Linked DNA regions of Gossypium hirsutum: all the other regions are linked to region 3. Evidence: chromatin contacts called from public Hi-C data. All regions are on one chromosome and are shown on one strand. Each heading gives the region's core, a stretch centred on a gene start, on an enhancer-like site or on the middle of the called end of the contact. The rest is flanking DNA. Distances are from core to core; before and after follow the strand shown.

The links. A called contact is a pair of places that touch in the nucleus more often than the background predicts.
Region 1: a Hi-C map of leaf shows a contact between it and region 3, with 2.0 times the contacts expected there. The contact joins the promoter of LOC107897923 here to the promoter of LOC107897926 in region 3. A contact is called at or near these places in 9 of 34 Hi-C or Micro-C datasets (callus, hypocotyl, leaf and 2 more).
Region 2: a contact with region 3 is called in a Hi-C map of leaf, with 2.6 times the contacts expected there. The contact joins the promoter of LOC107918048 here to the promoter of LOC107897926 in region 3. A contact is called at or near these places in 3 of 34 Hi-C or Micro-C datasets (hypocotyl and leaf).

Annotation. Positions count from the first base shown.
Region 1 is chrD08:24,736,212-24,740,265 of Gossypium_hirsutum_v2.1, forward strand. It overlaps LOC107897923 (calcium uptake protein, mitochondrial), which reads right to left and starts at 2,453. Exons shown (of 7, transcript XM_016823530.2): 1 at 2,013-2,453; 2 at 1,854-1,921; 3 at 1,504-1,730; 4 at 1,333-1,416; 5 at 1,039-1,252; 6 at 664-960; 7 at 1-544. The coding sequence starts at 2,406. The coding sequence ends at 356.
Region 2 is chrD08:25,319,736-25,324,160 of Gossypium_hirsutum_v2.1, forward strand. LOC107918048 (pentatricopeptide repeat-containing protein At5g11310, mitochondrial) reads right to left here and starts at 2,250. Exons shown (of 2, transcript XM_016847549.2): 1 at 1,631-2,250; 2 at 1-909. The coding sequence starts at 2,180. LOC107918042 (a long non-coding RNA gene) reads left to right here and starts at 2,567. Exons shown (of 2, transcript XR_001689884.2): 1 at 2,567-3,168; 2 at 4,088-4,322.
Region 3 is chrD08:24,996,873-25,001,477 of Gossypium_hirsutum_v2.1, forward strand. LOC107897926 reads right to left here and starts at 3,196. Exons shown (of 9, transcript XM_016823533.2): 1 at 2,878-3,196; 2 at 2,592-2,803; 3 at 2,045-2,226; 4 at 1,668-1,952; 5 at 1,531-1,589; 6 at 1,392-1,428; 7 at 1,203-1,274; 8 at 710-1,034; 9 at 64-590. The coding sequence starts at 2,995. The coding sequence ends at 222.

The DNA of each region.
Region 1 (4,054 bases), core at 1,203-3,702, 260 kb before region 3:
AAGGAACTAGTTTACAAGACAATCCATGATTTTTACATATATAAAAACTCGTAGAAAAATATAATATATACACCTATTGTTATCCATGTATTATATATAGAGGAGATTCATTTACTTCAAGGAAAGCATACGATGAAATGAGATTTTTTATTATTATCCATAATATATATATATATATATGAGAGGCTACGGATGACCATTCATTCACCTTGGCTGGTATCCATAACAACAATAGGTTTTGATTTTCAAGAAGCAACTGATCTGCCTTGTTTGACTCAGTAAAGTATATATATCTTCCAATACATTGTAAGATGATGATCATCTCACAAATCAAAGGAAACAGCTTTGAATTGGATCATTTTGCTGCACAACTTAGCAGGCAAGATATCAATCCCTTCGACTCTGCTTTAGGCTGAGAGTCGTCCCGTTCACGTCTCTGTACTACTTTCACAAACTCATCTGAGCTTAAACTCCCATCTCGATTTGTATCGAACACATGGAATATTATGTCTACCACGTTATCAGTTAAGGATACTTCACATACCTTCAACAGTTTCCCAACAACATGCACCATTAGTATTCACAAAAGAATAATAGGTAATTAAAATGTCAAAACATCTAAGCACCCCATTTACTTGAACTAAGATAGTTTGCAATACATACTTTGGATGCAGCTCTTTGGAAATCCTTCTTGGTTAACACCCCATTTACTTTTCCATAACTGAAAATCGCTAGCGAAAACGGTTGAAGCTTTTTTCGTAGCTCAGCAAAACTTTTGAATTCTTCAAAAGTAATCCGCACATCTTTAAGATGTGACTCCTTGTCGATTTCATCAACACGATCCAGCAGCTTACTTATGTCGCTAATATCAGCAGAGGCCACCAACGACAATGCGAAATCTTTAGCTGATATTGTTCCATGTACCTTGTAGTCGTAATGGGAAAACTCCAACTTCAAAATCTACAACATTCAAAGGTAGAAATCAGTTGCTTGCTTTCCAAGTAATAAGTCAAACTGATTGTTTTGAGTGACACATACTTCCTCATGTAAATCTCTTAAAAACTGGACAAATGTGTCGTGCTTTAGACAAGTCTTGCCATCTTGTCCGAAGAAATACTCTACCAAGCCCCCATTTTCTACAGGCTCTGCAACTTTAAGGCCAAGTCTCAGTCCATCCCTGTGGCGAGCCGCTTGCTTATTTTGTGATCGCATCAATGTCATCACTTTCTTGAATTCTTCCCTATCTATTTCTCTGTTTGTAATCAAAATATTATTATTGTTAGTATTTTGTCAAACAAGTGAGCATCGAACCTTGTTAGAAGTAACACACACCCGTTATGGTCAAGGTCGAACATTTTAAAAGCAACTGAGAAGCTTGATTCAGGGATGCTAAGAAGTGTAACAAAGAAGATGTACCTGCAAGTGTGACACAGGAGAAATGATTACGGACGAGTTAATTATAGTGTATTACTATTAGATATGAATAAACAGTTGGAAACTTACTCTGGAAAAGAGATGAGTCCATCATTGTTGGTATCAAAAAGCATGAAAAATTTGGAAGGGGGACAATGTAACTCCCCAGGCTTTACCCATTCCCCTCTCAGAGAACCCTCTCGAACACGATTTGATCCCGAGGGAGGAAATACAGGGACCAGTGCCCGCATCAAATCCCCCGGTGTCATAAGAACATCTCCTTCCGGAGTGCTATACGATGCAAAGTAATCGAACACCTGATTCATAGACACAATTCTTAGTTAAATGGCATTTTATTTTGGTTCTCAGATTATCTCTAAGCACTTGCCTAATAGAAAATATTATGTAATCAACATTGTAAATGTTTTTTTTTTTTAAACCTTTTCAGGGGGACTTTGCAACCTTATGCGTTTCTCATAATTGAAGAAGACTCTTCTCCTGTATGATTCTGAAACATTAATTTAAAAAGAGAAAAGATTAAACACGTAATTTCCAGCAAAGGATTTAAAATCGATGCTTCATCAGTTCAACAAGACTACCTCCAAAGAGATACTTGGATTTCTTGTCGGGAATCCCATGTTCGAACTGATCAGCAACGCTATCAGGGGCCCATGTTGCCCCATTAGGGGCATCCGCAAAAGAAACCCAATAATTGCTATCAAAAGAAGACCGAGAAAAGTAGCAAAAGCCTAAAGTAGAGCCAGCAATCAAAACCCCAGTAGAGACTGATCTCAACAGTTGGTCTCCCCCACTGTTTTTGTCACCGGCGGCAGTGGACCCACCAGCAGAGGAAGGTTTCTTCAACAAGCTCAAAAATGAAGAAGAAGAGTCCTTTGATTGGTTAAACACCGGACGAACACTATTCGACCGTTGATTAGCAACCACTTGTTTGATTAATGGTGAGGATTTCCTGAGAGATGGCAAAGAGAACATATTACGGTTTCGCTTATCGTATGCTTTGGGTGAATCGGTGCTATTTTGTTTTTGGTGATGATAATAGAATTTATAGAAAGTTGGGATAATTTTGACCGAGAAAATTGGCGGCCGATTTTGATTACTACTATAATACCATATGGTTAATATTCGATGATTTTGTTCGTTTCTCCATTTTAGATCCGATTTTCTCTCTTACCAAGCGAACATGATCATTTTCATTAACTGACAACAGGAAAAAATCTGTCGGAATAAAGCTTATCCCTTTTATCTCAACCCATTCCCGATATGTTTGGTTTGTTAAACTGGAATAAAGCTTAATTGAATGATTATTCTCTATAAATTCCAACATAATTTGTAAAACCATAATGCATGTCTACACGTAGAGCCAACATTCCAAAATTTAACATCAATACTTGGTTACAAATGTATAATAAAATAATAAACAAAAGATTAGCCTTTGATTTACATGACCTTTTAATAGTCAAGCTGATTTAGCTATATGAGAAAGATGAATAAGTGAGAAATGAAAACCCTAATCAGCCACCATCTAAACTTATGGTTGGAAACATGCTTTTATATCACAAATAATTACATCTACAGCATACTCACATTTCACTGTCCTATCCTAAAGTTGCATCTCGTCCCCTAAAATCACTACCACAGCCATAACCATAACCTTTAATTTGTGGAAATAAACATTCTCAACCATACTAATCACATAAAAAGTGGAAAACTTAAAAACAAAATCAAAAAAAAAAGTGAGCATTTTCATTCGAAGAGCAAAAAAAAACTTACTCAGCGCAATCACCTAAAGCTAAATTTAATTTTTTTAGAACTTTTCTTGAATGAGCATTTTAGAGCTAATACTTTTACTTAATTCATGAACAACTGGGTAAGAATTGGAGTAATTACACGAATAATTATACCAAAATCTAATTATCTTATGGCTTTCCAAACACTCATACATGATTTAACTTTAAAAAAGTATTTTTTTATACAAGTTTAAGTTATGAAAATTATATTATAAACATAAACAAGTATGAATGGTTGTGATGGTTATGACAAAAATTTCTAAAGTTATATTATAAATCCTAAAAAATTATATTATAAAAATAATGTGTGTATATTTTATAAAGTTATAGCAAAAAATAATATAATATAAACCCTAAACGAAATTCTAAAGTTATAGCCAAAAAGTATATTATAAAAAATAATTTGGGTTCTATAAGAAGTATTATAATATACTTATTTATAAAAAGTTATAGCTAAAAAATATGTGCATAATTTATTTATTTGTCCATGCTATATAAATTATAAAAACTAATATACTTATGTATAAAAAAGGTGTTCAAAAGTAATTTTCTAAAGTTATGATAAAAAATTATATTATTTATAAGAAGTATTATGAAAATTGCTGAAAACTTTTATAAAGTTTATATACTATATATTATTTTTACTTATTTTATGTATAAAAAAGATTATAACATAGCTTAATTTTTTTTCCAAATTAAGTTTATATAAGTTTTTTATAATTAAAATTACAAAATATTTGCATAATGAACCCAAATAATATGTGGTAGATGCTAGGTATTCAAAAAAAAGTAATCTTACACCATGTTATGGGGTACGATACCATTTGAGAAAT
Region 2 (4,425 bases), core at 1,000-3,499, 320 kb after region 3:
AACCCCTTTGTATCATGTCCTCAAACTCCCAAAAAGCATCTTCAAACCTATGCATTTTGCAAAGCAAATGAACCAACATAGTGCTAGAAGCCAAGTCCCTATCGTATCCCCTCGCCATCATTTCTTTGCTAACCTGAACTGCCAAGTCCAACCTCTCCTCCTCACACAGAAGCTTCAACAAAACCTGGTAAGTAAGCCGATCAGGAGTATGACCAGACTGAATGATCTTTGTATAAAGGTTCATTGCTTCCTCAATTTTCCTGAATTTCAAGAAATATCGAAAGAAATAATTGTAGGTTGTAGTGGTTGGGATGCAACCCCTGCTAATCATCATCTTAAGTATTTTACTAGCTCCTGCTAAATCTTTGGACTTGCAGTAACCTTTTACTAAAGAGTTATATGTCGAAATATCAGGGCTAAGTTCACAGAATAAAACTCGTCCCATCATCACTAATGCATCCTTTAACCTACCTGCTTCCCCAAGTGCATCAATAATTGGATTATATACTTTTAAGTTCGGCTGAATTCCTACTCCCTTCATTTCATCAACCAATTCCATTGCCCTCTCAACACGACGCATAGTACAGTATCCTTCTATTAAGGTACCATATGATACAACACTAGGTGACACACCATTCTTTTTCATGTCCAACCAAAGTTTCTCTGCATGCTTGAGCTTTCTCAACCGTAACCATCCATTTAATAGCATGTTATAAACCTTGATTGATGGAACCCAACAAAGATCTGTCTCCTTTTTTCTAGAGAAATATTCACTTGCCACCCCAACGTGCCCTTCCTTACATAGGGAGTCCAAAATTATTTCAAAAAGATTACTTTTGTCATTAGAACTGCAAATTTTATCTAAACAGCTTGCAAATTCAAATGTCCGGATAGCAGGCTGAGTCATACCTGCATGATTATATACTGCATCACTAAACCAAAAGAAATATAAAATTCAATGGGAAATTTAAACTCTTTAAAGAAGGTTTATTTTCTTATCATGTACTAATTTTAAATGATCATATTAACTTAATGATTCAATGTTGAGTTTCATTAGACAAGTACATTTACCTGCTCAAATATAGTAGTAATCCATAACTTCTAAGTCCAAAACAAATATCTTATTCACAGAGTTGCAAATTCATCATCGAATTGGTATATACTGCACATGTGAGTAGATATACCTGCTCCAAATATGGGACAGTAGTAATCCATAATTTCTTGGTCCAAGAACAATTTCTTATTTACGGATTCGCAGATTCATCATCGAATTGATAAAAAACTGAACATGTAAGAACATACACCTGCTCGAGATATAAGGTAGTAGTAATCCATAAGTTCTTAGTCCTAAAACGATGTCTTATTTACATATATCGTCTCGATATATAGGATAGTAATGAGCCATAATTTGTTATTCCGAATCCAATATCTTATTTAGGGATTTGCAAATCATCATCTATATACCTACCTTAAATTCGTTAAGAAAACAATATTGAAGGTCAATAATGCAAAATGTAGACACAGAAATAGAATGTGAAGGATTGCTTTATCAGGAATTCAGGAGTCCAAGATTAAATTTCTAGGAAAAAGCAAGTTCAAAGCTTTTTACGCAAAGCATGAAGGAAATTACCAGAGCGAGCGTATCGTCTGATCAAAATTATAAAGGTATTGACAGAAACCAAATTGGAGTCCTCCTTCCCAACATCAATCCGATCAAGAACCAAAGTCCAGGCGTCCTCAAACTTCCTAGCTTTACCAAGAATATTGATCATCGAATTAAACAACGTCGCAGAGGATTCAAACCCAGGTTTCTTTTCAGCCCAAAGAAATAAATTATGCAACAATTTTGGAGAAGAATCAAAGCGCTCGAATATTGCTTGGACCAGATCCGGGTCAGGGTCTACCCTTGTTTGGTCCAAAGCGGACTCGAAAGATGAACTGGAGGTAATGGCTGGGTCTTTGAGGAGATTGGAGATGATGGAAATTTTGTTTTGGGAGAAACCTGAGGTGGGAGTTGGGTGAGGTCTGGTGTTAGAAAGAGGAGATGAAGAAGGTGAGGGCCACTTCATAGAAGGATCACCTTTTTTGGAAATCCGTGATTGATCGGAGAAGAATAGCCTTCGCAGATAATTTACATTCAGAAGAAGGAAACGGCGTTGCTGCTGGTAGAGAGACTTCATTTTTCTTGTCTTCTAAAGAAATCCTGAGGTTTTAGGTGGGTTTTAACGGTCGTATTATCGTTGGGTAAAGACCCAAAGAATTTGGAGAAATTTGAAAGCCCATTAATATTGGCCATGATCTTGAGAATTTTGAAAAATTCCCACTCTAACACTGCATTTGAGGCCCAAAATGTTAGAAATCGAACGTTTAGAAACGAAGAGAAAATCCAAGAAGCATATAGCAAGCAGGAAAGTAGAGAGAAAAAAATGGCTCCACTAAACTAGCATAACACCCCAATTATCAGGTAAATTGTAGACAGTGGTGCTTTAAAAGAACAAATAGAAAAAAAAATAGATGGTAGTTTTTGGTTATTAATGTTTTTGTAACTATACTACCAATTAATAGCATTCCCTACAGGAGCACTTCTCCCTGCATTGCTCCATAGGCAAAACTACATACATGGAAGCCAGGAGCCTTGCCCCCATGATACCAACTCCATGGGCAAAGCTAAGCACCAAGACTTGTCATTTTCATGTGGTCTAATCATAATGAGCAAAGCAAAGCAATTTAAGTTGAAGTTGCAAGCATTTGTGCAAGAATTCGTTTTCAGCCATTTTGTGAAAAAAATTTATTTAATAAAATTCTGCCTTTGTGCATATTTTCCAACAGGTTGTGTTCTTTATTGCTTTCCAAATGAGCTTTTGTATGTAAAAATGTTTTTCCCTGAAAAGTAATAAAAAATAGACTTCAGTGGTAGTAAATTTTCAACTTATTTGAAGTGCTTTTGGGCATATGAAAAAGCATAATTTTTTAGCTTTTTCAGCCAAAAAATACTTTTGGGCTGGTATTTTACTTTTTTAGCCAAACACAACGCTAGTTCTTTGTTTTCATCTAGAAAGCACTTTGCTTTCATCTCTTCATCACTGGTTCTTTGTTCCTCTGCTGGTTCTTTGTTCCTCTTCTCCACTGAAGAAGTCTCTGGTTCTTTGTTCCTCTTCTCCACCACCGGTGAGTTTATCTTTTTCTTCTCTTCTTCTGTATATTTTTGTTTGTCTTTATTATGGGATTGATTTTTATCATTATTTCTTCTGTATATTTTCTCCTCTTCTCCACCACCGATGCTTCTCTTTGGAAGATTTTTTTCTCCCATTCAAAGCCCACATTTTTATTTATTCTCCCATTCAAAATCTCTATACTTTTTGACTTTTAGAACGAATTCACCTCTCGTTTGTTGTTACAATGCTGATTTTTTATGCTTTTGTTTTTTGTAATGTGACTAGTAAAGAACACTTGAAGAAGAAGGGGTAAATGCCAAACAATTTCTGGCATTTTAGTTCTAGCATTTTAGTTCTACAATTTAATATAGTAGGACGGCATTTTAGTTCTAACATTTTGTCGAACAATTTTTGGGCAGAATTGATCATGCCAACTTTGCTGTAAAATACCATCAGGCAATTTAGTGAGCCTTTCAAGGAAATATCATTATACCAATTTGTTTATGGTTTGAGTACTTACCATGTTCATTAATAACAATAGGGTTCTGGTCATCCTTTTTAGCCTGGTCTTGAGGCATAAACGTTAGATGCACACTACTAATTTCTACATGTGTTTGAGTAATAAAACCAGCTGACCAAGCTTCTAGGTAAATCATTACTCAGCTTTGATACCATGTTGCAATACTCATGATGAAGTAGAGGTTGTTTAGTGATGACAATATCGAATTTGGCAAGGTACTATATAATTGCCTATTTGGACAAAAACATTCCAATTCAAAGGTTTAACATGTTTGTTATTTCTGCAAGGTCTCTATATTACTAATACTTGTTTGCCAATCAGGATATATACTTATAAGGGTACCTTTGCTACGTAATCAAAATCTCCCTGAATTGGACCAATGCAATGACTGATAAATTTTGGTTTTTAACAGGTACAGAGGAAGATATGGGCAACATTTTAATCTGTTTCAAGTTATAGATATAGGAGATGGATTATATAGTAAATCAAATGTTGCAGAGAGCTGGATTGTTTATATTGTCTCCAGCCAAGCAATTATAGTTATTTGGTCTGCCTTTTAAGGATTATCAAACTTGTTTCTTAGTGACTATATATTATTATGATGAATTGTTACTTTTGCTTGAATGTATGGTTTATCCATGGTTGAACTCTCTTGTCTACCTTTGTTGTCTCCAATTCCTTTTTTCTTTTTATTCAATATAGCCATTGACAGTACATGTTTTTACTTGTTTTTGTGGATGCTAGTCACTA
Region 3 (4,605 bases), core at 1,946-4,445:
AGCAAAGGAAAAAAAATTATATATAAAACCCCCCATGCAATTTTATAATAACCAACAAAAAGATGAAACCAAACAGCTAAGGGCACAACTATGAGACAGATACATGTATCGAACAAAGTCACCCCTTCAAGAAGAGGCTTTCAAATACTAATTAATTAGCCTACAGATAGAAAACATATTGTACAAAATTTTGTAATGTATATATGACCAAATTTAACAACTTATCGACCTTTGTATTGGCCTTCGGATCTACCATCATACTGCTTAGTGTACACACGGTGCCTTCTCTCTCTTGCATAGATTACCCAGAAGATCAATGACAGCATCACAGCAGCCGATACAATTACTAATCCGATGTAGATCCATTGACTATAGTGCCGCAGATCGGGACAATAATCATGACTGATATCCGTGAACGCATCCCGTACAAATGTGCAGTCTTGCAAGTTAACCAAGAACGGACCATAGCGATACAAACCATAACTCACATTCACTGCTGCCGACATCTGAGTGTAAAATTGAAGGGTTAACCGCCCAGGTGTAGAACATACTCCAGAGCCCGAAACCTCACATATATACTTCTTCCAAACCTGTTTGAAACAGATATCAAGTTATTAATTAATTGTGTGTTCTGTGCATATGGTGCATGTTACGTATGTATGGCCAAGAAATTAAAACTTCATATATTTAGAAAAGCTATCCTTATTACCTCTGTGGCATTATGCAAAGTAACTTCACCAAATGCACAGTCTCTGTTTGTAAGATTCGAATGAAATGGATTGCAGAGAACTGGCACCAATGGACCAGATTGATTAAAATATAATGGTGCCAATGCTGGTGGGAAATTTCGGTTGAAAACATTATTGATGACACCATTCACGACATTTACAAGTTGATGAGTGACATTCTTGGATCGTGACAAGGTCTCTTGGGCTGTTGCATTGTCCACACAGGGAAGAATGTCATCCAATGCGGTATGGGCAGTGGGATTCTGGACCCATTGATCCATGGCAACACATGCATCTCCAGCAACACTGAATCACAGGATACAATTTTAAGCCAAGTGTAATAACAGTCTCAAGCTCACATCATCTTAAGCTTATCATCAATAACATATTTGTAAACCATTATATGGCCGAAAGTTGAAAAACAGATTTGAACAATAAACAAGCATGGAATAAGAGAAATTGAGCAGAACATACTTGTGGAGGAGGTGAAATACTCCGCATAAAATAAATGTACCAGTAACAAGAATCCAGCCAAGGATGACTAGCCTGCATTCATTAATCATACAAGTGATTGATAAAGGAAGTTCGGTTTAGTAACATATGGACCTTCCCGAGTTATACCATTAATTACAGCGTCAAATACATTAATGATACTTCACTTACGTGTAAACCAGGCACTGCAATCCAAGAATGGAGAATACTGCAGCCAGTTACCAAAATAAAAGTATAAAGTTAGATGATATTGAGATAATCTAATTACTAAGAATCATGGAGCAATGATCACAACAATAATATAACTTACAGAATCCGAGAAATGCCAAAAAGAGCATCACAGCAGCAAGAATGATGAGAGCCAATCTCCTGCAGAATTTAGCATGAGATGAGTTCCATGATCAGCTCTGAGATTATTCTAATTTCATCCTAAAAGCTTCAACTTACATTCTGTCTAAGCCATGTTGAATTTTTTCTTTATTATCAGCCGTTTGATGAGAAAGAGTTGAAGCCGAAGAGTTTATCTTCCTATCGATATCATCAATGCTTTTTTGGACATCTAATGGCAAAATAGCTGAATCCACGCTAATTTTCTTAGCTGCAGAAAGATAATCTGACACATTCCTGAGGTTTTCAGCAGTGAGATCTGCCTTACTAACCGCATAATCCAGTGTGTCTGTTGTACTGCCATGAAATTTTCCCTGACCAGTGTACAGCACGACACACCCGGCACTGTAATATGAAGTTATATATGGAGTGAGCAATTTTACGGTTACTCAAAACATACATATCTCAAAAGTTCAGCACGAAAAGAGTGTTGGTACATTGCAGCAATCGTGAAGAGTATGAGGAAAATAAGGGATAGCGCATAAGCTGTCCGAGAGTAGCCATAAGAATTTAGTTGACAGCAGCAATGACGGATGCATATGATGAACAAGCATAGTGCGAATATCACAAACCAGACTGCAGCAATGACAAAGAAAGGAGCCGCCGTAAAACCCACAGACTGCATTATCAGACATGAAAACTTTATAAGTTTTCTAAGTACCAGCGACTGGCAAGATAATTTGATTCATTGAGATTGACATAACAGAAAAAAGAAAACAGAACCGAATCAATGATCAGGGAAGAACCTAAGGGAAAAACAGGATTACAGAGAATAAAGTGTTCTTAATAAGCATCAAAACCAATTACAAACACATAAAGGTAGGAAATTTCTAGGAAAAATCATACGAATATCAGATAAAACTGTGGAAATTAAAGGCCTGCATACACCAAACACAAGCAAACCAGCCAACAACATATAAAATTCATGATTCCAGGCTGCATGCATCAATTTATCAAAAAAAGTGAACAAGGGAAGAAACTGACAGCCCAGTAGTGTTCATTGCTGATATTCCAGCCACCAGTGTACTTGTGAAAGTCATTAAGAGGGTCTCTCCTGTAAGTCCTTTTTTCAGCCAAAATCAAAGACGAGTTGTTGTCTCCTTCACTTCCCTCTGCAAGGTTCCTCCTTTCTGTCTTCCTCCATGCTAACACTTCACTCTGCTCTCTCTCCCCAAACACAAAACTTCTACAATACCCTATAAAAAATTGATTTAAAAAAAAACCCAGAAATAAAAACCAAAACTTTCATTGAAATAATAATAATCAGTACCTGAAATATTCAAAGTCTGGACATTTAAAGCTTGAGAACCTGTTTCATGTCCAAAAAGAAACAAAGAAAAAAAGAAAAGAAAAAACAATGCATAAGGGTTTGATCTGAAACAAAACATTATGTATTTTTATTTTTATTTTTATTTTCCCTTCTCTGTGTTTCTTTGGGGGTTCAATATTCTTAAGAATGTTTTTGAATGTGTGTGTGAGAGAGAGAGAGAGGGGAAGATAAAAGAGAGTTAATTGCAATAGTAAGAGGTTGATGCAATGTAGTACATGAAGCTAACCTTACGGTTAGGGAAAAAATATGATTTATTTATGTTTTATACAACTTGGTAGGTCCCTTTATATATTGTCTGTATCTTTTTTTATTTTTACCGAAATACCCTTCTAATTGAACTTGAAGGTGAAGCTGTGAAGCCTGAAGTTGCTTTTTCATATTAAATTTCCTTTTATTATAAGTTGATTAAAGGATGCTTTTTGCTGAGTCAGTTGTTTTGCTTTGCTTTTGGGCATTATTTTTATTCTTGAGCAAGTTATCCTATTTTACTCCAAAATATTTGTTGGATGATTTAGTTTGATTTTGATGAATAATAATAATAATTTATGGGCTCGCTGCCATACCTTCTAATTCCTATGTTGGTAAATTTCTTTAATATGACTCCTTTGCCCTTTTAACAAAATGAACAGAGAATGTTTCTCTTTTTGAAAAATAGACTCTGCACAATCAACCTTAATAAATGCTTTCAAAGTTGATCAAATGCATTTTAAGTTTTTGACCTTTGCAATAATCTTGTGACATTTTTCAAATTTATTTGAATACATTAAAATTTACCCAACCTAACTGCCCTACCCATTATAACATTACACATCACCAACAAATATTTACTTAATCAACTGTTTACCTCTTTAAAAAATATTTGTAGCAAAAGAAATATATATATTTGTAAAGACCAAAAAAAGGAAAGCATGTGCTGATTAAATTTGTTAAACCACCACAGGGTGTACTCCATTATATATTATGCTTAAGAGAGTCCACTTCATACCCATTAAAATATTATTAAGAGATTCTTATTTTTGTACAAAAGCCAAAACCAACAAACAAGAAAAGGCCACAGACATACCAAAACCTTTGCCATTTCTATTCTACTCTTTTTCAATCCTATATGATTTTTTTATAAATTAAAAATAAATAATACATAATATATAAATTAATATTTTTATAAATAAAAAATTGAAAATAATATAGTAGAAAGTAAATTGTAATATTAAAATAAAATAAAATAACATACATTTATTATAATAATTGTTCATCATAAGTACGAAAGATGTTTACATTAAATTGATTGGATATGAAATCTATTTACATTAAACTAATAAACACATTTAATGATAGTGATTAAAAAATTTATTGAGATCTTATATGGTAAATCCTTTTTACATTTTTTAAAAAAAATCTATCACATATGTTTACAATTTCATGTATAATAAAAAGAAAATATAAAAAAGTACTTGTTTCGCACATAATAAACAATTTATAAAAAAGAGTTAATTAAAATAATCTTACATATTTATCTTCGGTATCATTGTTGTTTGAATATTTAATTTTGAGATGCTGATGCTAGTAATGAATGTTATTTATTGATTCAAATTCAAATTCAAATTCAATATATATATATAACTCTAAAACTAAATAAGTAATAATTATAAGACAAAATCAACTTGTTTA